7 separate regions of the Mus musculus genome follow, and all the other regions are linked to region 6. A link is a contact called in public ChIA-PET, HiChIP or PLAC-seq and promoter capture Hi-C data. All regions are on one chromosome and are shown on one strand. The core of a region is the stretch at or near the end of the contact, and the rest is flanking DNA. Distances in the headings are between cores, read along the strand shown. Region 1 holds the start of Stk38 (serine/threonine kinase 38). Region 2 overlaps Bnip5 (BCL2 interacting protein 5). Region 3 overlaps Zfp523 (zinc finger protein 523). Region 4 holds the start of Ppard (peroxisome proliferator activator receptor delta). Region 5 holds the start of Srsf3 (serine and arginine-rich splicing factor 3). Region 6 holds the start of Srpk1 (serine/arginine-rich protein specific kinase 1). Region 7 holds the start of Fance (Fanconi anemia, complementation group E).

The links. ChIA-PET counts read pairs in DNA pulled down with a chosen protein or histone mark. HiChIP or PLAC-seq counts read pairs in DNA pulled down with a chosen protein or histone mark. Capture Hi-C pulls out chosen DNA fragments and counts their contacts.
Region 1: a contact with region 6 is called in an RNA polymerase II ChIA-PET map of memory CD8 T cells, with 74 read pairs. The contact joins the promoter of Stk38 here to the promoter of Srpk1 in region 6. A contact is called at or near these places in 1 of 39 promoter capture datasets (the 3T3-L1 cell line), 3 of 484 Hi-C or Micro-C datasets (CD4 T cells, cortical glia and embryonic stem cells), 2 of 115 datasets of contacts at active chromatin or transcription factors (effector CD8 T cells and memory CD8 T cells) and 1 of 9 other capture datasets (pancreatic islet).
Region 2: an H3K27ac HiChIP or PLAC-seq map of embryonic stem cells shows a contact between it and region 6, with 13 read pairs. The contact joins the enhancer-like site here to the promoter of Srpk1 in region 6. A contact is called at or near these places in 2 of 39 promoter capture datasets (3T3-L1-derived adipocytes and maxillary cranial neural crest), 1 of 484 Hi-C or Micro-C datasets (bone marrow-derived macrophages), 3 of 115 datasets of contacts at active chromatin or transcription factors (bone marrow-derived macrophages, embryonic stem cells and memory CD8 T cells) and 3 of 9 other capture datasets (embryonic stem cells, liver and pancreatic islet).
Region 3: a contact with region 6 is called in an HNF4G HiChIP or PLAC-seq map of pancreatic cancer cells. The contact joins the enhancer-like site here to the promoter of Srpk1 in region 6. A contact is called at or near these places in 1 of 39 promoter capture datasets (liver), 1 of 484 Hi-C or Micro-C datasets (CD4 T cells) and 2 of 115 datasets of contacts at active chromatin or transcription factors (effector CD8 T cells and pancreatic cancer cells).
Region 4: a FOXA1 HiChIP or PLAC-seq map of pancreatic cancer cells shows a contact between it and region 6. The contact joins the promoter of Ppard here to the promoter of Srpk1 in region 6. A contact is called at or near these places in 1 of 39 promoter capture datasets (neural stem cells), 1 of 484 Hi-C or Micro-C datasets (CD8 T cells) and 2 of 115 datasets of contacts at active chromatin or transcription factors (effector CD8 T cells and pancreatic cancer cells).
Region 5: an RNA polymerase II ChIA-PET map of memory CD8 T cells shows a contact between it and region 6, with 92 read pairs. The contact joins the promoter of Srsf3 here to the promoter of Srpk1 in region 6. A contact is called at or near these places in 1 of 15 datasets of contacts at CTCF or cohesin (the NIH/3T3 cell line), 1 of 484 Hi-C or Micro-C datasets (regulatory T cells), 2 of 115 datasets of contacts at active chromatin or transcription factors (effector CD8 T cells and memory CD8 T cells) and 1 of 9 other capture datasets (adipose tissue).
Region 7: a promoter capture Hi-C map of adipose tissue shows a contact between it and region 6. The contact joins the promoter of Fance here to the promoter of Srpk1 in region 6. A contact is called at or near these places in 1 of 39 promoter capture datasets (liver), 2 of 115 datasets of contacts at active chromatin or transcription factors (effector CD8 T cells and pancreatic cancer cells) and 3 of 9 other capture datasets (adipose tissue, liver and pancreatic islet).

What each region holds. Positions count from the first base shown.
Region 1 is chr17:29,006,471-29,009,518 of GRCm38.p6, reverse strand. Stk38 (serine/threonine kinase 38) reads left to right here and starts at 1,524. Exons shown (of 14, transcript NM_134115.3): 1 at 1,524-1,808.
Region 2 is chr17:28,893,457-28,896,720 of GRCm38.p6, reverse strand. It overlaps Bnip5 (BCL2 interacting protein 5), which reads left to right. Exons shown (of 12, transcript NM_172450.3): 12 at 1-326. Among named protein-coding and RNA genes, the nearest start is that of 1700030A11Rik, 10 kb to the left of the region's middle. Within about 2 kb of position 1,745, at least 86 of the 459 cell types and tissues checked have an H3K27ac peak or open chromatin away from gene starts, as enhancers often do. A contact at or near this core is called in bone marrow-derived macrophages and embryonic stem cells, where this site is marked.
Region 3 is chr17:28,192,073-28,195,050 of GRCm38.p6, reverse strand. It overlaps Zfp523 (zinc finger protein 523), which reads right to left. Exons shown (of 14, transcript NM_001357995.1): 3 at 5-85. Among named protein-coding and RNA genes, the nearest start is that of Def6, 14 kb to the left of the region's middle. Within about 2 kb of position 1,345, at least 42 of the 459 cell types and tissues checked have an H3K27ac peak or open chromatin away from gene starts, as enhancers often do. A contact at or near this core is called in pancreatic cancer cells, where this site is marked.
Region 4 is chr17:28,231,113-28,234,442 of GRCm38.p6, reverse strand. It overlaps Ppard (peroxisome proliferator activator receptor delta), which reads right to left and starts at 1,689. Exons shown (of 8, transcript NM_011145.3): 1 at 1,579-1,689.
Region 5 is chr17:29,031,057-29,034,374 of GRCm38.p6, reverse strand. It overlaps Srsf3 (serine and arginine-rich splicing factor 3), which reads right to left and starts at 1,715. Exons shown (of 6, transcript NM_013663.5): 1 at 1,589-1,715. Gm16196 (a long non-coding RNA gene) reads left to right here and starts at 1,752. Exons shown (of 3, transcript XR_876716.2): 1 at 1,752-1,859.
Region 6 is chr17:28,621,174-28,624,158 of GRCm38.p6, reverse strand. It overlaps Srpk1 (serine/arginine-rich protein specific kinase 1), which reads left to right and starts at 1,638. Exons shown (of 16, transcript NM_016795.4): 1 at 1,638-1,759; 2 at 2,122-2,182. The coding sequence starts at 1,747.
Region 7 is chr17:28,312,158-28,315,029 of GRCm38.p6, reverse strand. It overlaps Fance (Fanconi anemia, complementation group E), which reads right to left and starts at 1,500. Exons shown (of 10, transcript NM_001163819.1): 1 at 1,148-1,500. The coding sequence starts at 1,386.

The DNA.
Region 1 (3,048 bases), core at 275-2,774, 390 kb before region 6:
GTGAAAGCACCAGGCCAACGCACACCAGTGCCTGAGAAGCACCAGGCCATTGCACATCAAGCCCCATTCTGGATCTGTGTTGGAAAAAGTACTCAGAGTCAGCTGATGAGCGTTGCCCTGTGGGGAAGAGGAAAGGGGGAAGTAGCAGCAGGCACCACTACCCCTGCTTGGGAATTTATTTTCAAATGAGAGACATGATGTAACCCACATCAGGACTTGAGAGGCTAAGGCAGGAGGATTTCGAGAGTTCAAGGTTTACCCTCAGCAACACGTTGTTTGTGTTACCCTGAGACCCTGAGCTACATAAGACTGTCTCAAAAAAATTTTAAGAGGCAAAAAAAAAAAAAAAAAAAAGTAAAAAAAGTATTAGCAAGATAATGAATTCAATAATTACAATGCAATTAAAAACAAAATCAGCCGGGCGGTGGTGGCGCACGCCTTTAATCCCAGCACTCGGGAGGCAGAGGCAGGCGGATTTCTGAGTTCGAGGCCAGCCTGGTCTACAAAGTGAGCTCCAGGACAGCCAGGGCTATACAGAGAAACCCTGTCTCGAAAAACCAAAAAAAAAAAAAAAAACCAAAAAAAAAAAACCAAACCAAAATCAAAGCGGGGGTGGTGGTGGTGGTGGTGGTGGTGGTGGCGGTGGCACACACCTGCTGTAATCCCAGCACTTGGGAGGCAGAGGCAGGTGGATTTCTGAGTTCGAGGCCAGCCTGGTCTACAAAGTGAGTTCCAGGACGGCCAGGGCTACACAGAGAAACCCTGCCTCGAAAAACAAAAAACAAAACAAAAAAACATAAAAGAAAAGGGAAAATCAGAACACTTACTAGGGGCGGCTTGGGAAGTGACTAACAGGAGGGAGCTCTCTTCTCGCTTGCTCCCAGAGGACTCCTTTCTAGGGAGCCATTCATCGTTTTTTCAGGACTTTAAAACTTTCTAATCGAGGGCACTGGGCTCAGTTCTCTGGAAATCAATGAGAGGCTTTAAGTTGTGCACAATGGAGAGGTGTTAGGTGTGAGAGATCACCTGATCCCAAACAAAGGCACGTTAATCCTTTACAATAACGAAAAATAGGAAGGGCCACGGGTTCCAACAGACTTATGGCCACAATGATCTGAAGTCAAGGAGGATGGGGTAAAACTCAGATTAAATTTCAGAGAACTAAAGACATCATCCAGCGAGTGCACGCCAAATGCTAAATCCCCGTCACGGTAGTTGATTGCATTGGTTTAGTTGATAGAGAGCCAATGTTAATTTCCGGGTGCAGAGCCCGGTGCCTTATGTAAGACCTTGAGGGAAGCTGGGTGGGTGTTGGCTTTTACGGAACTTCCAGGTTTTCGTTTTGTAACTTCTGGCGAGTCTATAATTATTTCAAAAGAAAAAGTAACATAACAAAGGCCAGCTAGTCCAGCCCATCACAAAGCCACCAGGGAGCCCGCCCCGCTCTGCACTCGTAGGGCCTCCTCGGCTAGGCGCAGTCGGGTGAGGGGTGAAATGTGGGCGGGGCGCCGCCGCGCACGCGCAGTCCCGCTGCCCGGCGAGCGCCGCTGGCGGGGGGCGCATGCGCAGTCTCAGCCGCGGCGGCCCCTCTCCACAGTCTGAGGGGGTACCGGGGGAGCCTTGGCCCCTCCGCGCCGCCGTCTTTTCCGGCAGTTGGGGTTCTTCCTTTTGTCCTGTCCTGTCGCGGATCGGCAGCTGCGCTCATTCGGAGTCCCCGGCGTGTCGCGGTCGCTCTGGAGCCGCCCGCACGTCGCGTCTGCGCCGTCTCTGTAGCCGTCGGCCCCGCGCCTCCCTCCCCCCTGGGTCTGGTGAGTGTCTCCCGGCCGTCGCCTCAGGCTTGCCGCCTCGTCCGGCCGTCCCACAGCTCCTGTGCACTCCAGGGCTCCTGTCAGCGTTCTCTCTGTGGTCCCCAGAGCCCCCTTGTCCGTCCCTCTCTTTCTACGCCTCTGTCCTCAACCGGGACAGGCAGCCGCTCCCTCCTTTCCTAGTCGCCAGCTTTGTGTGTCTGCTGCCACCGGCTCGTCCCCTCTGACCTCGGTCAGTACCACTCTGCACCTTAGGATGAGAGAACCAGAGGGTGTCTGCACTTCGAGAGCTCCCCCCACCCCGGGGTAGGTGTGGGACCTTGGAGGCTGTCCCCCTAGTCCGCGATCAGGGGGTACCGGGCTTCCCCTCACCTTAAGATCCCCGCCCGTGGACTGCAGACTGTTAAAATTCGAGAAAAGGGACCGAGCTGGAGGACAGGGAAAAGTGGCAGAAGAGTCGGAGGAAAAGTGTGTCAGAAAGCGCATAACGGCTGCTGCCAGCGGCGCCCTGCAAAGGACCCAGAGACATAGGGGAATCTTGCTCTTTTTCAAGATGAATAGGAAGGTCAGCGGCGTGAAGTAGCTTCACTGCTTCCTCTTCCTTCAGCTCACCTTGGCTGTGAAGTAGCCAGTACATACGGTTTCCCTAAACAAAAAAAACAAAACAAAACAAAACAAAAAAAAACAAACCACATCGCTGCAAGAATAGCTCCCTGCCCCACCCCACCCAAACATCAGATAGCAGCTTCCTCCTAACCCGATGGCTCTGTCCTCAGACTCTGGACAGCACACCAGTGTACACACACACCCACTTCAACATCAGGCATGTTCTCCACTCCCGGGAGTGGACTTCACAAATGGAGCATTTTGTCTGAGATGGGGTCTGAATGTGTACCTATGCCTGGCCTGGAATTTGCTTTGTAGACTAAGGTGGCCTAGAACTCACGGAGATCCTCCTGTCTCTGCCTCCTAAAGGAATATGCCTCCACAGACCAGCCCACTTGTGACTTGTGACTTTACTTTTCTTTCTTCCTTCCTTTCTTCCTTCCTTCCTTCCTTCCTTCCTTTCTTCCTTTTTTTTTTTTTAAAGATTTCTTTATTTATTTTATGTATATGAGTACACTGTAGCAGTACAGATGGTTGTGAGCCTTCATGTGGTTGCTGGGAATTGAATTTAGGACCTCTGCTCGCTCTGGTTGGCCCTTTTTTTTTCCTTAATGTATTTTTTTTTTTTTTCTTTTTT
Region 2 (3,264 bases), core at 496-2,995, 270 kb before region 6:
AGGTTAGTTACCACACCCAACTGTACATAGTTTCTTTTATTTATATATAAATTATGTTTTCATTTTAAATTATGTGGGTTGGTATGAGTGCAGTATCCACGGAAGCCAGAAGAGGGTGCTGTATCTCATGGCGCTGGATGGTTGTAAGCTGCCTGCTGGGAACAGGGCTTGTTTTACCACTGAGTGCTCGCTCCAAACCTTGGACATTGTCTCTTATCTGTAAGAACGACTATCCAGGCTGTAGAATATTTGTTATGAGTTCCCGATGCTGGCATCCAAGTCTGGTTTTTATACTGTGTTGTTTGAACCAATAAAGACACTGACTCAAAGTGTGAACCGGATCTTTTCAGGGAAGCTAGGTCATCTTGCTCCACCCAGTGGAGACAAAATGGCTGCCCCCGTGTTCCATCTAGAAGAGACCAGATGGCCGCCACCAGCCCCCATCCAGGACAGTCCGAGCTAGTGGGGCCAGCCTCCCTGTCCCTGTCCTGGGTTCTCTCTGGCTCAACTTTAGAGTGACACCATGCTGACACAGTAATAAAAGGGGTGCTAGGTTGGGTGGTCATGAGCTCAGGGCTTCCCATCCGATCCCAGGCGGGTAATGTCAGAAATGAGATATTGCTGTCCTAACCTGACTCCTGAGGCAGAGAGAGGCTGGGTCAGCCATCGTTCTTTTTGATTACTTGATGAAGCTGGTGTGACTTAGCACAGGTGTGGAGAAAGGGTTTGAGGCCGCTCTCTGCTATGTGTCTGAATGGGAAAAGGACGGCATGGTTGAGGGGACGTTTACTGTAGATATGAATGACAGAGAAGCCAGAGGCATCTGGGAGAGTCCAGACTGCACATGGCTAGCAGACTGACGCAGACCATGAGATGGCGGTGGGAATCCATAGAGGAAGGAGGGGCTGTGGACCAAAAGAGAGGCCACATAGCCAAAATGGCTGGTTATATATACAGGAATGGGAGAATCTGGGGTAAGGGGAAGAAAGCTCTGGCGTTGGAGAGAATGCGGGTAGGGGGGCGGGGCATGCCAGGCAGGACGAGTCTGTAACAGGCACTTGTGAGTATGGACTGAGCCAGAGTCTGCCTTGGTGTGTTAAATAGGCACCTCAGCCATTTGTCCCGGGTTTCTCTGAGACCTCACAATATCCAGTTTGAATTCAGCCTGGGTTGTAAGGGTTCAGCATGTGGGAAGCTACATACGCCATTACAAGATGGCGCTGGCTACCGCTGGCCACCGCCCATAAGTTCGGGTAAACAACCAATGTGCGCATGTGCATAAGGGTTTTGCGCCACGTCACAGCCCATCCTGGGGAATGTAAATGAGACACTGAAACACAACCAATCAAGTATAGGCCACTCCTAGGCCTATACAAGCAGCGCCAGTTCTGGGCTGGGGACTTTTGCCTTCTCTATCAAGCTCTCCCAATAAACGTGTGCAGAATAATCCTGTTGTGGCGTCTTCCTTGCTGGTGAGTCGGGCGTCCACAAGTGGTGCGGAAACCCGGGAACGAAACATCTTCAGGCATGAGCAAAGACCCCCTGTTACAGGGAGGATTCAGAACTGCATCACGGGGAAGGAGTAACGTACGTCTTTGAGAGGTGTGCTTCCCTTTGGAGTAGATCCTTTAACAGTTGCTTGTCTCATTCTAGTCATCTTTATAGTAGTCCTGATTCTGTGCTATTGCCTTAATTGCCATCGTCCAGGGCATGAGTGTGTTTGCTGGGAAGGGAAACTGAAACCAGGCATTTCTGCTTTGAAAACTAATTAGGGCTTGTATACAGGATAAGAAGTGTGAAAAAGAGGGACAAAGACTGTTACAGGAACATCAGGAAAGTATGTCAGAAACAGAGAAAGATGTGAGAGCAGGAGTGCGCAGAAAACAAAAACTAGAAAAGGAAAAGAAGAGTCAAAAGGATAAAGAAAAAAAGGAGACCAAAAAGGGGGGTGGAACGGAGATCAAGCCCATCATTAACTGATCTAGAACAGCTTGAACTTTCGAGCTCAGAAGATTCTGAACTAGCTACAGAGGAGGAGGAGGAGCTAGAAGAGGTTGCTGCAGCTTATGAGTCGGAACGGTATGGCCCGATAGAGTCAGCTCCCAGTGTCCCTCCACCTTCTCCACCTTATTCTAAGAAAACAGGAAGTGATACTGGAAGCAGCCACTCCTTTGGTACTCCAGCAGTACGAAGGAAGTTGAGACAGATGTTTCCGGTGTTTGAGGACCAAAATCAGGGTAGATATTATGAACCCTTGGGGCACAAACAAGTAAAAGATTTAGCAGAGTCGGTGAGGACCTATGGAGTCAATGCATCTTTCACCCAATCTCAGGTAGAAAGGCTCGCTCACACTGCTATGACACCCAATGATTGGATGAGTGTTGTTAAAGCATGCTTAACTATGGGACAATATCTAGATTGGAAATCTATCTGGCATAATGTTAGCGCTAATCAGGCCTGTGCCAATGCAGCAACAGGGCAACTGGCATGGAGTTTCGAAATGCTTACAGGACAAGGACAATGGGCAAATAATCAAGTAGGTTATCCAGTGCAGGTCTATGAAAAATTAATAATACAGCTATAAAGGCATGGAAAGGTCTGCCTAATAGGGGGGAAGTATCAGGAAATTTGACAAAAGTAATTCAAGAAATGAATGAGCCATTTTCAGATTTTGTAGCCCGTATGATGGAGGCAGCCAGAAGAATATTTGGTGATTCTGAAGCAGCTATGCCATTGATAGAACAACTAGTTTATGAGCAATGCACAAAGGAGTGTAGGAATACAATAACACCTTGGAAGGGAAAGGGCCTGCAGATGTGGGTGAAGGCATGCAGAGAGATAGGAGGGCCATTGTCTAATTCAGGTCTAGCCGGAGCTGTATTATCGGCTCAGAGATCAAAAGGAATAACTTGCTACAGTTGTGGACAGACAGGACATATACAAAGACAATGCCCTAGGGATAGAAGGAGTAAACCTGAAAAGAAGGTGCCAGGCATCTGCCCAAAGTGTGGTAAAGGAAAGCATTGGGCTAATGAGTGTAGATCGGTCAAGGACATAAAAGGGAGACTGATACTTCAAAATAATATGCAACAGTCAAAAAACGAGACAGGGGGCCCGCGTCCCCAGGGCCCACAAATGTATGGGGCGTTCCAGACCACAGTGTCTATGAGGCCACCCAAAGACCGAGGAGAACCACTCCGGGTTCAGCAGGATTGGACATCTGTGTCACCTCCAGAGTAATTCTTACACCCCAAATGAGATGCT
Region 3 (2,978 bases), core at 96-2,595, 430 kb after region 6:
TCACCTTTCTGTATCGTCACCTGGTGAATGTACGCAGTGGTCCCGTCCTCCAGCTGGATCACTTGCCCTTCAAGCAGCTTCTCCCCTGGGGACGTAGAAGCAGAGAAGTGGACCAGGCTGGCAGAGGCCCACCACGTGCTTGCCCGCTGTGGCAGATGCCTATTTGAGTCTCTGCATCCTTGCCTATGGTCCAAGCATGGGAACATCCACCACGTTCCCTTCGCCACCTCTTAAGCCTCAGTCTGGAGGCCCTGAGGAGAAACATCCTGCCATGAAGTAACTTTATCTGCCACTCTGCAAGAAGCAATTTCCTTTCTTACTACCCAGGCCTGTGAAGACGGGAACTTCTGATCTAACGGTGAGCTGCCCAGACTGAGCTAAATGGAGAACAAAGAATATCCTGAAACCAGGGAGGATTCCCAAATGCCAAGAAATTCAGATACACAGCCAACTAACAGTTAAAACAGATTTCCTCATTCCCCCTGTAACAGTGTGCCAAAATCTGGGGCCTCCACTGTGACATGCTGTGGTAGGGGTGATAGCCACAATGTACTCTGGGGCCAGGACTGACCTCCCGAGTGTGTAAGCCTGCGCCCATACTCAGCTTGAGTCTCGGCTGCATGCTCCTTTGAATAGTTGTCTCTTCCTAATGCAGTGGCTGTGGACTTGAGTGAGCTCACAGAGAGCAGGCAGGAACACACTCAGCCCTCCATAGGCTGCAGCCTTCACGCTGGTGAGCCCCACAGGCAGAGTAAAAGCAATGGGAGCCAGATTGGTGGTGTTCATCTACAATCCCAGCACTTGGGAAGTGGTGGAGGAGGCACAGGAGGTCAAGGCCAGCCTCTGCTACAGTTTGAACTTGAAACTAGCCTGGGCTACAAGAGATCCTTCTTGAAAAACAGCAACAAAAAACAAACGAAAGAAATGGAAGTGAAGGGATAGAGAGGTGTGGATTCATGTGCCTGTGCGTGTACATGTGTGTGTATATGTGTGTGGCGTTTGTGTGCACATTGAGTGTGCACGTGTGTGCACGTGTGTGCACATGAGCATGTGCATAGGCCAGAGGTCAACCTTGGGTGATGTTCCTCAATAAGCCTTCCCTTGCCTTTGAGACAGCATCTCTCATTGGCTGGCCAGGAGCTCCCAGGTTCCATAGGCTGGCGGGCCAGAGAGTCCCCAGGGATCCTCCTGGCTGGGGGATTAGAAGCACGTGCCACTTCACCCAGCTTTTGATGTGGGTGCTGAAGGTTGAACTCGGGCCCTCACACTTTCATGCTCCATGAGTGAGCTATCTGCCTAGGCTGAGTGTGGCTACTGTGGGGGTGGGGTCTATGACTCACCTTACTGTCATGTGAGCATGTTTCCTTACTTGATCTATGCAACCTCAAGCCCCACTCCCACCCCACCCACCAAAGCTTTCCTTGAGACAGGATCTTGCTCTGTAGTCCATGCTGGCCTGGAGTTTGCTAACCAGACAAATGAAGACTTCAAAGTCATTGTAAGCTCCTGTTTCTGCCTTCTACATGCTGAGGTTACAGGAGTGTGCATCCTGCCAGGCTTTTTCTTCCTTTCCAGGGCTGGGACTGAACCTTTAGCCTTTGCATGTCAGGTAAGGGCTTCAGCCAGGAACGTGTATCCCTAAACCTTGATTATTTTATGCAGGGTCTTGATATGTGGCTCAGGCTGGCCTCATATTGCAATCCTCCTGCCTACGTCTCTTGTGCTTTGGGGGGACCACAGGTATAGGCCACTGTGTCCTGGACTCTTTTCTCTTCTCTTAGATGGGGGTCTCAAGTTGCCCAGGTTGGCTTTATCCTCACTATAGAGCTGAGGATAGCCCTGAATTCCTCCTGTCTTCCTGCCTTCACACCTAAGTGTGAATGAGCCACCACACCTGAGTGGGCTCTTGGGATCAGACTCAAGGGCTCCCTGCTCAGGCTGTTCTCTTGGGAGAGAATGGGAGTGAGGACAGAAAGAAAGACAGGGAGACTGACAAGTCAATGCAGGAGATGTGTTCACTCTTTCTTCAGCTCAGGAACTGAGCCCTGCAATAAGGAGAAACGTCAGCTGGCCTCTTCTGACTCAACTATCTGCTGACATTGTCCCATCAGGGGAATCCCCAAACTCACCCCTAGAGGGATTCTCCATGGGTTCTGGTGCTCTGCACAGTTGTGACTCCTCAGCTCCATAGTTATGCATAACCTTGAATGGCAAATGCCCTTTTGCTTTAGAAAGTTCTAGAAACTATAGGAGGTGGGTTTAGCTGGAAGAAGTTGGTCCTTGGAGGTCATGTGGGGTGTGTGTGTGTGTGTGTTTCCCCTTGGCCCGTTTCTGCTTCATTTCCTCCTTCCTGTCAGCCGTGAGGTGAACAGCTCTCTCCTACAGCCCAGAGGCTCCCGTCTACAGTGATGTTCTGCTCAAGTACATGGGGCCAAATGACTAGGACTGAACACCTTAAAGACATGAGCCAAAGTAAACCCTCTCTCTTTCACATCGGTCACGTAAGGTATTTATGTTGTCCCAGCAAGGCAAAGGAACTGGTGCCAGAGAAGAGGGATGTGGCTGTGACCTGGCAGTGTGGATCTTAGGTCTTGGGAACTTTCTGTGGAAGGACTTTGGAAAAGTATGGAGCAGCAAGCCAGAGAAGGCTTAAGCTGCTGTAAGCGGAACTTAATAAGCAGTTTCCTGTGTGAGTTCAAAAGACCAGGATGCCAAGTGCAAGTGGGCAGTTGAGATTAGGCTCCTGCACCTTCAGAGGGGACAGGACTCCAGTGGGGACAGACCAGAGGACCACGAATGGTACATTCTAGCAAAGAATATCATGCATGTCCTAAGATTTTGAGTAAGGCTGAGTTTAAAAGTAAAAGTAATTATTCTGATGTAAGATTTTTAAAAAAAAGATTTACAACTACATTTATTTGAGTGTGATTAAGTGCACACACATGGATACACATATTGCAACCCAGTGGGAGGTAAGA
Region 4 (3,330 bases), core at 440-2,939, 390 kb after region 6:
GCACCGAGGAACCATGCCCAGTGACCAACACAAGAGGCACATTCCGTCAGTGAAAGACAGGAGGTAAACTCAGTCGCTGGACCAAGACCCCAAGATTAAGGGAACAGATGCCCAACAGCCCCAGGGCTAGCAGGCCCACAATCCATTGAAAAACTAAAACGGGAATGTATTCTGGGGCTGGTGAAGTGGCTCAGGACGTAAAGGTGGTTGTCATCATACCTTAATGACCCGAGTCTATTTCCAGGAACCACAATATCGAATGAGAGAGCCACCTCCCAACTCCAGTAAGCTGTGCTCTGACCTACACCCCACCCCACATCCACACCCCACAGAAATAAATAAATGTAACTTGTAAGCAAACATTCTAGAGCCAGTACAGGGAGGAAAAACCAAGTTTAAAACCAAGGGCAGGGCTGGTGAGATGGCTCAGTGGGTAAGAGGTACCCGACTGCTCTTCCAAAGGTCCGGAGTTCAAATCCCAGCAACCACATGGTGGCTCACAACCATCCGTAACGAGATCTGACACCCTCTTCTGGTGTGTCTGAAGACAGCTACAGTGTACTTACATATAATAAATAAATCTTTAAAAAAAAAAAAAAAAAAAACCAAGGGCATAGCTTCTGCTCTTAGCTGTATGGAAAAGGGCAGTGCGTGGAAGGCACCGTATCATGGTTTAAATACATTCCATAATATCCCAAATGAGTCCTGTTTCCTGAAAGGGTGAAAAGAGTTATATGAAGCCTCTGGCTACCCCTGGCACACACCCAACTCAGAGCCGTCTCCCCCAAGGGTTCCTGGAAGTCAACAGACTCATAAAGGGGAAGTATTATAAAGCTGAGATTACGAGGGCCTACCAACTGGCCATCCCTCCCAATACAACACCCAGTGAAACCTGTGACCCGAACAAATCTGGTCAAGCTGGCGCTCAACACCCCACTCCCAGCTCAACTGAAGGTGAAACGGAAGCCTATCGTGCACCTCTGGGTTCTCCTCAAGCAGAGGCATAAAAAAAAAAAAAAAAAAAACTAGAAGCGAGGCAGTCGGGTGACAGGAGGTGAAAAGGACAGGAGATGAGAGCTGAGCCTAAGTGGGGCCTCTGCCGGTAGCCAGGATAGAAGGGGCTCGGATAAACCGGACTGGCTCACAACATCCTAAAGAAGATGGGGAGGGATAGGGCAACCCGAAAACGGGTCAGAGAGGAGGAGAGCACTGACCGACAGGGCAAGGATGGAAGGCTATCGAGGGAGGCAGGAAGGATCTCCAAGGAGGGCCTGGGTAGCGGGACAGCAAGGGAGGCGCTCAGAAAGGGGGTCAGAAGGGAGGTGACATGGGGTTCTTTGGAATTGAGAGGAGATGAAGCCACGGGGCTTTAGAGGGATCAGGGTGGGTGGGAGGAGGGAGGGAGGCCGGCTCCGAGCAACCACAGGGGTCCCTGCGGTGGAGACCCCAGCGGTGGCTCCTCAGCGCGCAAGCCGAGCATAGACGAGCCGCAGAGGCGCGGAAAGCGGCTCTCGGAGCCCCTGACCCCACCATCCACCTCAGCCCGGGCCGCGCTGGCCTCTCCCGATCCGCACGGACCTGTCCCGGCCGCCTCTCGCGCCGCTGCCGCCGTCCCGCAGGCTCCGCAGAATCCCCCAGCTCCTGCCAAAACTTTTCCCATTAATCCCCAGGTCCGCCGCGGCCTGCGGCGTCACACGCTCCCAGCCCCGGCGCCGCCCCCAGCCCCGTGATGTCACCGCGCCGCTGGCTCCCTCCCCCACAACTAAGCACTCGCCCCCGCCCCCTTCCGCCATAGCAGTAGCCAATCGCCGCGCCGCCTGGAGCCACTCCTTTGACAGCCATCGCTCCGCCCACTGCACAGCTGCCCTGGCGCGTCTGCAGCGCCCTCTGCAGTCAGACGTGGGAGCAGCAGCTGAGGAAAGCGCTGGGGAGAAGTTAGGGCTGGTCAAAGCAAGCCTCACGAAACGATATTTAAAGCTTTAAAGCGCGGAAAGAAGGTGGAGGTCATCTAATACAACCTCCTCACTCTTCCTGAGAAGAAACTAGGCATAGACTTGTGTGGTTTGAAGCAAGAAGCAAAGCTAAGGGCGGTGGGGGAAGGAATAGAGGCAAACTGTAATTTTCAGAGGCGCTTGGGAGAGGCATATGGTGGGAGACTTGGGAATGAAAATACAGACGCATACGTTTTACAAAATATCTATTTTTATATGTCAGAGTGTTTTGTCTGCATGTCTGTCTCTGCACCATGTGCGTTCAGTGCCTGCAGAGTCTGGAAGAAGGCGTTGGATCCCCTGGAAGTGGAGTTACAATGGAGAACTTCCATGTAGATGCTGGGAAGCGAGCCTCTTCAAGAGTAGCAAGCGCGATCTTCACCACTGAAGCATCTCTTCAGCACCCCCAATTTTTTAACTGGTGGCTAGTTCAATGGCTCAACGGGTCATCGCTTTGTCTCCAAGCCTGAAGACTTGAGTTCAGTCCCTGGGACTGCCTCCTGAAGGTTATCTTCCAATCTCTACACACCGCATGTGCACTTTCATATACACCCACACAAGAAAAAAGAAAGATCTGGAAGGCATGATGGCACTCTAACTCCAGCACTCAGGAGGTAGAGGACCCGTTTGAGGTCATTTTTAGCAATGGAGAAAGTTTTGGGCCAGCCTGTGCTTATAGGCCTTGTGAAGCCAAATAGAAAACAAATTTTAAAAGAACTTTTCTCCCACTTGAGATTTCTGTCGCTGGATGTCAGGGACCAGACAAGACAAGAACTCTGTACCTGGGCTTGCCTGTCACCCCAACTCATCATATACCACAGAGAGTATGTAGCCAGAAGGCAATCTGTCACTGGCTGGTTTCATCATCCTAGAATGAACAAAACTTGGCTGGCAGGAAAGTCAGCAGGCACCTCCCTCCTCCACACCGCCATTAAAGGTCACCTCTGCCCGGTCTGGCACTCCTTACAGTGCATCCTTAGCTCGCTGGATTGGAGAACCCCACACCACTTTTTTTCTGCTTTGTTTTCGAGTGTGTGTGTCTGTGTGTGTGTGTGTGCGCGTGCGCACGTGCGCGTGTGCACTTGGAGGACAGAGAAGGGTACTGTGTGTCTTCCAAGGATAGGTTTCCACGGTTTTCCTTTGAGGCCTGGTCTCCTGATGCATGCACGAGCGGTTCTGGTTTGGTGGGATAGGCTGTCAGCCATCAAGCCTGGGCTATCCTGGTTCTGCAATTACAGGAATTCACAGGACCACACCCTGCTTTTCCCTGTGTGTCGGGATCTGAACGCTGGCTGCTCTGCGTGAACAGCAGAGGCGCTTAACTTTCCTGCTCTCTCCC
Region 5 (3,318 bases), core at 466-2,965, 410 kb before region 6:
AAACTTAATCCCCAGAACTACAGACACAATGAAAAACATGTCAAAGCCTCACTACAGCACTGCTCTCAATAGTGAAAGCTGTGCCAATCTAAATGACTACCAGGAGATGGAGATCTAGAATGTGACACAGTATTCAGGAATATACTGTCTACTACTAAGTTTAAAAGTCTTGAAAACATTCTAAAACCAGAAAAGGCCATTACAATTCCCTACATGTGAAATGCTTGAAATGGAAAATCCAGACACTTAAAAGAAATCCCAAGGAGAGGCAGGGAATTCTGAGAAGGCCGGCACTACAGAAAAAGGAATGCAGAAGTTGAAGCATAACTTACCCTGTCTCAAAAACTAAGTGCATCAGGAAGGTGGTGTGCGCACGCACACACACACACCTTTGATCCCAGCACTCTGAAGGAGGAGGGAAATGATGAGTTGGAGACCAGATCTAAAAAAGTTGAGTAAACCAAGACAGCCAGCCTGATTTACAGCAAGAACTGTCTCAGGAACAAACAAAAATAAATATCTTGGAACCACACAAAGGTTCCACAACAAAACTATCATAGCTAGGAAGGCAAGCATGCTTGTGGCTCAACAGGCTAGAGGAATGACAGTTATGAAGTTTGCTAGTGACCCCCCGTCTTTTAGTAAAAAGTGCATAAAAGTAAATGTTGAGGTCTGCTAGGCATGTAGTGGCCTGCACCGTGCACCCTAAACTCCTGCGTAAAAGAATCTTTACTAAAAGGACATACAACATACAACCTTGAGGACATACACTCAGTAAGTCTTCAACTTCACACTTCCGAAATGAAAACCCTACTTAATAAGCCATTTAAGTGTCTTCCCTACTATACACCATAATGTTCAAACCGACTATTATCAAACTAAAAAATTTAACCCTATTTTGCCGTGACCCCACCCTGTGCCCAAGACTCAGTTGAGCGACCAAGCCATTCCGCGAAAATTAAAAAAACAAACAAAAAGACAAATGAAACTCATCCATCCCCGGTTTTCACACCTGTTAAAAGCAAATAGGTCAAAGAAAAACCCAACTCAAAGTGAACTATGATTTACATTAAGAAACGCAGCCTCATTAGAAAAGATTTTTAAAGCAAACACCAAGTCGGCATAAAAAAAAGATGAGACTGTAGGGGCTCAGTAAATACGAAAAGACCTGTCTTAAAAAATATATACAAAGTCCTCAAGACACTATACCAAGAAAACCAGGAGCAAGGAAGAAAAAGGCGCCATCAAACTAAAGGCCGCGACGTGGAGAATTCATTTAGAGATCTACCCCACACACACACACACACACACACACACACACACACACGCCGGCCACACCCCAGCCTGGAGCAATCCCTCTCCGAGCCTTCCTCCAAAGGACAAAAGATTAAGTCCGGGATTTACAGACTTGGAAGCATCTTCAACATTGCCCGGGGCCCCAGCCGCCGCCCGGGACCGAAAGTCACAAAATGGCGGCGGCGCCCCTTTGTCTCAATCTGGTGCCGCCATTGCGCCCGGCCCCACCTCGAGTCTGCGGAACTCCACCTCCCTCCCTCCACCTCCCTCCCTCCGTTCGCCGGTCCCTTACCGAGATCCTGGGTTCAAAAGGCCCAAGCTCAAATCCTAACGCTCCGACAGGCCCACCCGCTTCCCTCTGGTTCTGCTCCTACAGATTCTCGGTCTCGCGGCGTCACGAAATGGCGGACCACCACCGTCCCCTCGCCCTATTTATAGCACCCTGCTCTGCCACATGACCTGACCAGATCACCCAATCAGAGGCGGCGCAGGCTGTGACGTAAGCGCTACAAACGCTGCGAGAAACCGCGGTTACTGGGAGCGCGCGCCGGCCGTTCCGTCAGGTGGGTGGGGTACGCGCGGTGGCGCGAGCTCGTCGCCGCGTGCCGGCTTGTCCCGCAGATGCGGCGCTCGGCCCGGCCATCCCCGCGAGCCGCGCAGACGCCCCCTCTCCTCCACTTCCGCCTAGGCTGCAGCCGAATAAAGCTGTCCAGACTCTGCCGCCATTAATCCCGGGCGATGGCGGCTGCAGCCGCGGGCTCGGGTCAGAGTGAAACATGGACGCTTGCTTCCTCGTTGTGGGGCATCCATCGCAGACTAAGGAGCCTTATAGTCGCTCTCAAGGTCACCGAGCTTGGGCGACTTAACTGGTACCCCACGGTGCCCGGTCTGCGCCCCGATGCAGGGTAGAGCCTGCAAAGTTTGCTCAACTTTCGCTTTCCCGCCTCGCCCAAACCGCGCGCGCGGCAAATGCGACTTGATGAGGCTGCATGAAAAAACAAAAAAAAAAACAAGACAAACGGTCACAGGGCTCACTTTCCCAGGAGGAGAGCAAGGTTTTGCATAGGTTGCCTTTACGCTCTGAGCACGCAGCTCCGCCATGCAGATGCTAGGAGGGGCACCTGCGGCCTTTGTAAGGGCTTTGCTCTGGCTGCCAGACCTGTGGGTCTCCCTGGGCCTCTACACACAGACCCCAGGATAGCTGAATACCCTCGTTTGACAAGCCACATCGTTTGCCTCCAGCTCCCAGACGTATCCTCGGCCTGGCCCCCCTCAGGCTACTCTGATTTATTGGGGAGACTTAGTTGTTTCTGCTTCCAAGAAAGGTCAAAATATTAACCAGTTTTTCAGACACAACTCTAATGCTTTTGTTCCCCTAAGGGAGTTGTGGTGCAGGCTACAGTTGTTAAACCTGTTTTTGTTGTGACCTTCAGAAGATTCTAGCAAAACTTCATTTCCTTCTAGATCTTTTTTTTTCTTTCTGGGTTAGACATGCCTAGTATAGTAGTAATGGGGCTCATTTGAACGTCCTTTTGTCTTTTTCCTCTCCTCCCTGCCTCATAATCTCAGCTCTTGGCCCAAGGGAACAGGAGTCGAACTTTATGTTCATACATTTAGTGAGTTCTAGGCCAGAAAGAACTTCTTGAGATACTTTCTGAAAAACAACAAAAAATCTGATGTATCTAAATGACTTGTGATATTCTCTGTTCCAAAATTTTTTGGTTTGTAAAACAAACAAGTAATGACTACCAGGCTGGTGAGATGGCTCAGTGGGTAAGAGCACCCGACTGCTCTTCCGAAGGTCAGGAGTTCAAATCCCAGCAACCACGTGGTGGCTCACAACCATCCGTAACGAGATCAGACTGGAGTGTCTGAGGACAGCTACAGTGTACTTACATATAATAAATAAATAAATAAATCTTTAAAAAAAAAAAAAAAGTAATGACTACCTTTAATCCCAGCACTTGGGAGGCAGAAAGCAGGTGTCTGGTCTACATAGTTCCAGGACAGCCAGAGCTACAT
Region 6 (2,985 bases), core at 389-2,888:
TGAAAAGGCTTCAGTGGAGCCGGGTGTTGGTAGCGCACGCCTTTAATCCCAGCACTTAGGAGGCAGAGGCAGGCCGATTTCTGAGTTCCAGGCCAGCCTGGTCTACAGAGTGAGTTCTAGGACAGCCAGGACTACACAGAGAAACCCTGTCTCAAAACAAAAACAAAACAAAACAAACCAAAAACCCCCCAAACAGACAAACAAAACAACAAAAAGAAAATCACAAAAAAGATCTAAAGGAGAGTTCTGAAACACATGAAAAGTATACAATTCCAATTGCGAATTTCAGTGCCTACTATAAATCTCCACAGCAGTACCCACAGTCTATGTTTTGGAAGAAATACTGGGGTCTAGAGAGCCTCATGTTCCTCCCCCATCTCTCTCATAAATGCCTGCTGATTCTACTTTACTATAGGAGTTTTGATGCCTGAATCATTGGGTTGGGACAGCAAGATTCTGAGCACACAATCCTTTCCACGTTCTCATCTTTCTGTAATGGGGATAATAACTACCTTGGCCTGAAGTTGACATCAGCATCTAATAAGATCATGCACTTGACAGTATGGAAACACCCGGTAAGTCCTACGATGAAGAGAGTTCTTCAAGGAGAAAACAGAATTCCCATTCACACCCTTCCTTTAAGGCTTTCAACTTGCAGCTAGAAAATTCCCTTTAGAAGTGTTTGCTTTTACTTAAAATAATTGTTTAGCTTACTTATGGGTGAGGGGTTGTTGCATGTGCCATGGGTCCTGTGTGCAAGTCAGAGAGAGACCTGTGGGAATTGGCCCTATTTGGATTTGAATTCAGGTCCTTAAGGCACCTTTACTTGCTGAGCTGTCTTCTGGTCCAGTTCTTTTCTTTTTTTCTTTTTTCTTTTTTGGTTTTTCGAGACAGGGTGTCTCTGTGTAGCCCTGGCTGTCTTGGAACTCACTCTGTAGACCAGGCTGGCCTCGAACTCAGAAATCTGCCTGCCTCTGCTTTCCAAGTGCTGGGATTAAAGGCGTGCACCACCACTGCCCAGCTTCTGATCCAGTTCTTTTTTTTTTTTTTAATATTTTTTTATTACGTATTTTCCTCAGTTACATTTCCAATGCTATCCCAAAAGTCCCCCATACCGCCCCCCCATCCAGTTCTTATTGATTTATTTTGGGTCAGGATCTCATTATATATGCCTTGCTGGCCTGGAACTCATAAAGATACACCTGCTTCTGGAGTGCTGGGATTAAAGGCATGGGCTGCTGGCCCAAGGTTTTATCTTTAGAAGAGGACAGAGGCACACGTTCCCTCCTTCCAGCCTTTGTTCTGTGTGTATCCACATACAATTTAATTTCCCATTTTCTTTAATGTCTTAATTGGCCCTTACAACAGCTCAGACAGGAACTGGGATATGTTTGGGTTAAGCAGTTTTGCAGGCCGGGGAAACTGAGGCAAATCCCGACTGACTGCGGAGCCCTGCCTTTCCTCAGGAGGTAAGAACTTCAAGCCGCGCGCTTTATGGCGGGACACTAAAACCAGCTTCCCATTCAGGATCCCTCGGTCCCTTGCCCTCCACTCTCGTACACCCCGGAGCAGGTGGTAGGCTCTGTGTTCACCACGCAGGCGCGCGACGCCGTGTGGGGCGTGGTCGGGCGGGCCCGGAGGCGGGGCCGGCGCGCGCCGGGAGGAAGAGCTGGGATTTGGGCCGCGGCGGGAGCCCGAGTCGGCGTCACTCGAGTGCGCAGGCGCCTGGCGGTTACCGGTCTCGCCATGGAGCGGAAAGGTGAGCGGCGGAGCGGCCTCCGCCACGAGGAGCCACGGCGGTCCCCGACTGGGCGCCAGGCGCCTCTCTGGCCACTGTCGCGGCCCCCTGAAGCGGCGTCACTCTTGCCTCTCGCCCCTCGGCTGCGGCGTCCTCCGGCGCCCGCCGTCCCCGCCCCTCGCTCCGCAGCCCCCAGGCCGGGGCGGCGAGGCCTCATGGCCGGCCCGAGCCTCTTTGGGCGCGCCGGGCCTGGCAGCCGCTGTGCACCCCGAGCAGCCCGCCCCGCGCTCGGCCCGCAGCCTCAGGCCCGGTCGCCCTGCGTGCTCGCGCCGCTCCCCGCCTCCCACTTACATCGGCCCTTCATCCATCCCTCTCTCCCGCAGTGCTCGCGCTCCAGGCCCGAAAGAAAAGGACCAAGGCCAAGAAGGACAAAGCCCAAAGGAAGTGAGTCTTGTACCCCAACATCCCGCCCTTTGCGTTTCCTCGGGGACCTCCTCCCCCTACCGGGTTGTGCGCTTCGGGCGGTTCCCCCCCAACCCCTCCCCGCCACATGGTTACTGGGCCGCTGTGTGATTCGCCCTCCGGGAATCATGTGGAAGGTAGCTGGGTCTCCAGGCTCGGGTCTGCTGGAAAGACCCGGAGCCTGCCCGGCACCACTCGCCAACTCCATCGAGGAGGCCCAGGTGTGGCCCGGCAGCCGGAGCTGGCAATCATTACCTGCCTGTCTGTGAACTCTGCTCTTCCTTCCGTGCTCCGCAGCGTCTTAACTTGCCTCCTACGTCTGTCCGCACGCTACGCCATCGGGAAATTGTTGAATGAATTTTCCCTGTTTACCCTTGGCCCTGCCAACCACACGCTCGCTTGGGTAGAGGAGGACGGCCGGGAGTCTTCCTCGCGCCTGATTACTCTGCTTCCTAAGTCTGGGAGACTCTGTGGCGTTGCTGTCCACTCGGTGTGCCGGCTAAGTTATGCATTACCGGCGGGCCGTACTATCAGGTCCTCAGAGCAGTAACGTCGGAGTAATGTCCAGAGTCAAATTGCTGGTGCCGGTTGGGTGATTCCGGCTTGGTGGGCCTAGTGCTACACTTGCCCGATTTGATGTGTAATAGTGGTTTAGTGGTGTTGGGGGTGTGTGTGCACAAAAGAGGGCACAGTCTGATAGAAACGCTGGGTGGAGGCTTATTCAAGTGAGCTTAGCTGCTACCATTCCCACCAACGTCTTTGTTTTTTGAGATAGCCTTGGCTGA
Region 7 (2,872 bases), core at 251-2,750, 310 kb after region 6:
CCAGGGTCCCATGACTTTAGCTCTCTAGGATTCTACTGAGGTAGCCAGTGTGACCTGAACCAAGTGACCATGTCTTCAAGCCTCCCCCTGTGTCAGGGCCATTATCACACCAAGGTGCCTGTCATGTGAGGATAATAGAGAAATATATATTGGAAATATAGGAAATATATATAATATAGAGAAATATATATAGAAAATATAGGAGATATATATGTGTATATATACATATACATACATACATACATATATACATATATACATACACACACACACACACACACACACACATATATATATATATATATATATATATATATATATATATATATATCCTTTATTGTGATAGGGTTTCTCTGTGTAGCCCTCGCTATCCTGGAACTCGCTCTGTATACCATGCTGGCCTCAAACTCACAAGAGATCTGTCAGTCTCTAGTTTTCTTGGCCTGTGCAGTCTTGGTTTCCAACTTGAAGCAATCCTCCTGTCTCAGCTTCCTGACCGCTGAAACCAGACCCTACACTGTATGACCTGTATTTTTGTTTTTCGAGACAGGGTTTCTCTGTATAGCCCTGGCTGTCCTGGAACTCAGAAATCCGCCTCCCTCTGCCTCCCGAGCGCTGCGATTAAAGGCATGTGCCCCCACGCCCGGCATGACCTGTATTTTTAACACAGGTGTCCACTTGACAAGAACATCTGTATTAGAGATACATTATTTGTGTTTTGGCAGAGTCTATGTTGTCCTGGGTGGTCTTGAACTTAAAGATCCTCATGCCTCTGCCTACTGGGTAGTGCTATTACCAGCGTGCACCACCACACCCCGCCTTTTATTCTTCTTAGGACAGAGTCTCACTCTGTTGCCCTGGAACTCAAGAGACATATGCTCGCCTCTGCCTCCAAATGCTGGAGTTAAAGCCATGCACCAGCAGCTCAGCAACTGGAGATGGAAGCAAAGCAAACAAACTCAGTCTGCACTTAGAATTCTGCCTGACAAAATGCGTGTCTCAGCCCAGTGCTGGCACGCGCACTTGTAATCCTGTCACCGAGGACATGGCTGCCGGAGTTCCAGGCTAACTTAGGCTAGATGGAACCCTGCCTCAACTACACAAATAAGCAGGGGGGAGGCGGCGGGGGCCACGGGCGGGGACTCACAGCTCTAGGCGGCCGTCGGGGCCCCGCACCTCGGGCTCTAAGTGGCCCAGCGCCTCCAGGAAGCCATCCCAAGGGAAGTGCTCCGCGCGGCGGCCGAGGGCGCGCAGAACCCCTAGCCCGCGCCGCGCACCCTCAGGCCCTGCCTGTAGCGCCTGAAGCAGGAGGCGGGCAGGGGCCTCCAGGCTCGCCCAGGGCGCCGCTCCGGCCGAGGCTACGGAGTCCGACCCCGGCGTCGCCAGCGCAGAGCGGACGCGGGGCGGCGGCTAGGACACGCGGGATCGGAGCGCCACTCCAGCCGCGCAAAGCTCCCGAAGCCAAGGAAAGCCGGAGCACCCTGTAGAGCCTGAAGGGGCGGGATCTAGCGATCGGGGCGGGGCCGGAAGGGACGTGATCATCGGGAGGGGGCGGGACCATCAACTAACCAGACCTGTAAGAGAGCGTCCAGGAGAGGGGCGGAGCGGGGACGGAGCGAGGGCATCAGGAAGCAACTTAACTCCCTGCATAGTACGAGAAGCCCGCGAAGGGGCGGGGCCGGTTCCTGCGTCTGGAGCCAATCTGATCCGCGCTTGATGGAGCGGCTGTACTATACTGCTGCCTAATCTTAGTCCTTCTCCACGTCTTTTTAAAATGTTTCTTTTCAAAAATTATTTTATGCCGGGCGTGGTGGCGCACGCCTTTAATCCCAGCACTCGGGAGGCAGAGGCAGGCGGATTTCTGAGTTCGAGGCCAGCCTGGTCTACAGAGTGAGTTCCAGGACAGCCAGGGCTATACAGAGAAACCCTGTCTCGAGAAAAAAAAAAAAAGCAAAAATTATTTTATGCGTATGGGTGATTTGCTTGTATATATGTAAATGCACTATGTCTAGTGCCCGCGGAGGCCAGAAGAGGGCGTGGGATGTCCTGGGACTGGAGTTAGCGGCTGTAAATTTACATGTGGGGTCCTCTGCAAGAGCAGCTAATACTCTTAACCGCTGAGCCATCATCCCTCCAACTCTGTTTCCATTTTGCCTTTTCTGTGTGTGTGTGTGTGTGTGTGTGTGTGTGTGCCTGTGTGTATATATATGTATGTGGGCCAAATGTGTGCAGGAGACCTGGAAGGTCAGAAGAGAAAATCAAAATCTTTGAAACTTGAGTTATAGGCAGTTAAGACTGCACGCGCATGCTGAGAAACCCCAGTCTTTACGAATACAATTAGCACTCTTAACCACTAAGCCATCTCTCTAGTTCCTATCCTTTTACATTTCTATTTTTACTCATGTGTATGGGGCGTATGTGTATGTGTAGCTGGGAAATATCTCTATGTGTATATAGTATGTATGTGTTCTGAACCTTAGTCCTCTGTGAGACAGCAATATGGCCTCTTAACTGATAAGACATCTCCCCAGCCACAAATTATCAAATATTTTGACCGTGACAGTTACTTTCAGGAAGAAAAAAAAAAAAAAGGAGATAAATTGAGATGCCTTATAATAGGATGACCAGGCAAAATGAACCCAATAAGGTCCAGGTCAGGGAGTCTGTAGGGAGGTTGCTACAGGAAGAGAAGAAACAGGGCAACGGCCCTGGAGCTGCAGGGTGGCTGAAGAGGAGATCAGAGAGGCTACCAGGCTTGAGGTCACACAGAGGACATTGGCTTTCTACTCTATCATGGGAACCCATGGCAGCATTTTTGAGCTGATTTTGATCTAAGCCAAACTATTTATTTCAAAAGAATTAGTTGGAAAAG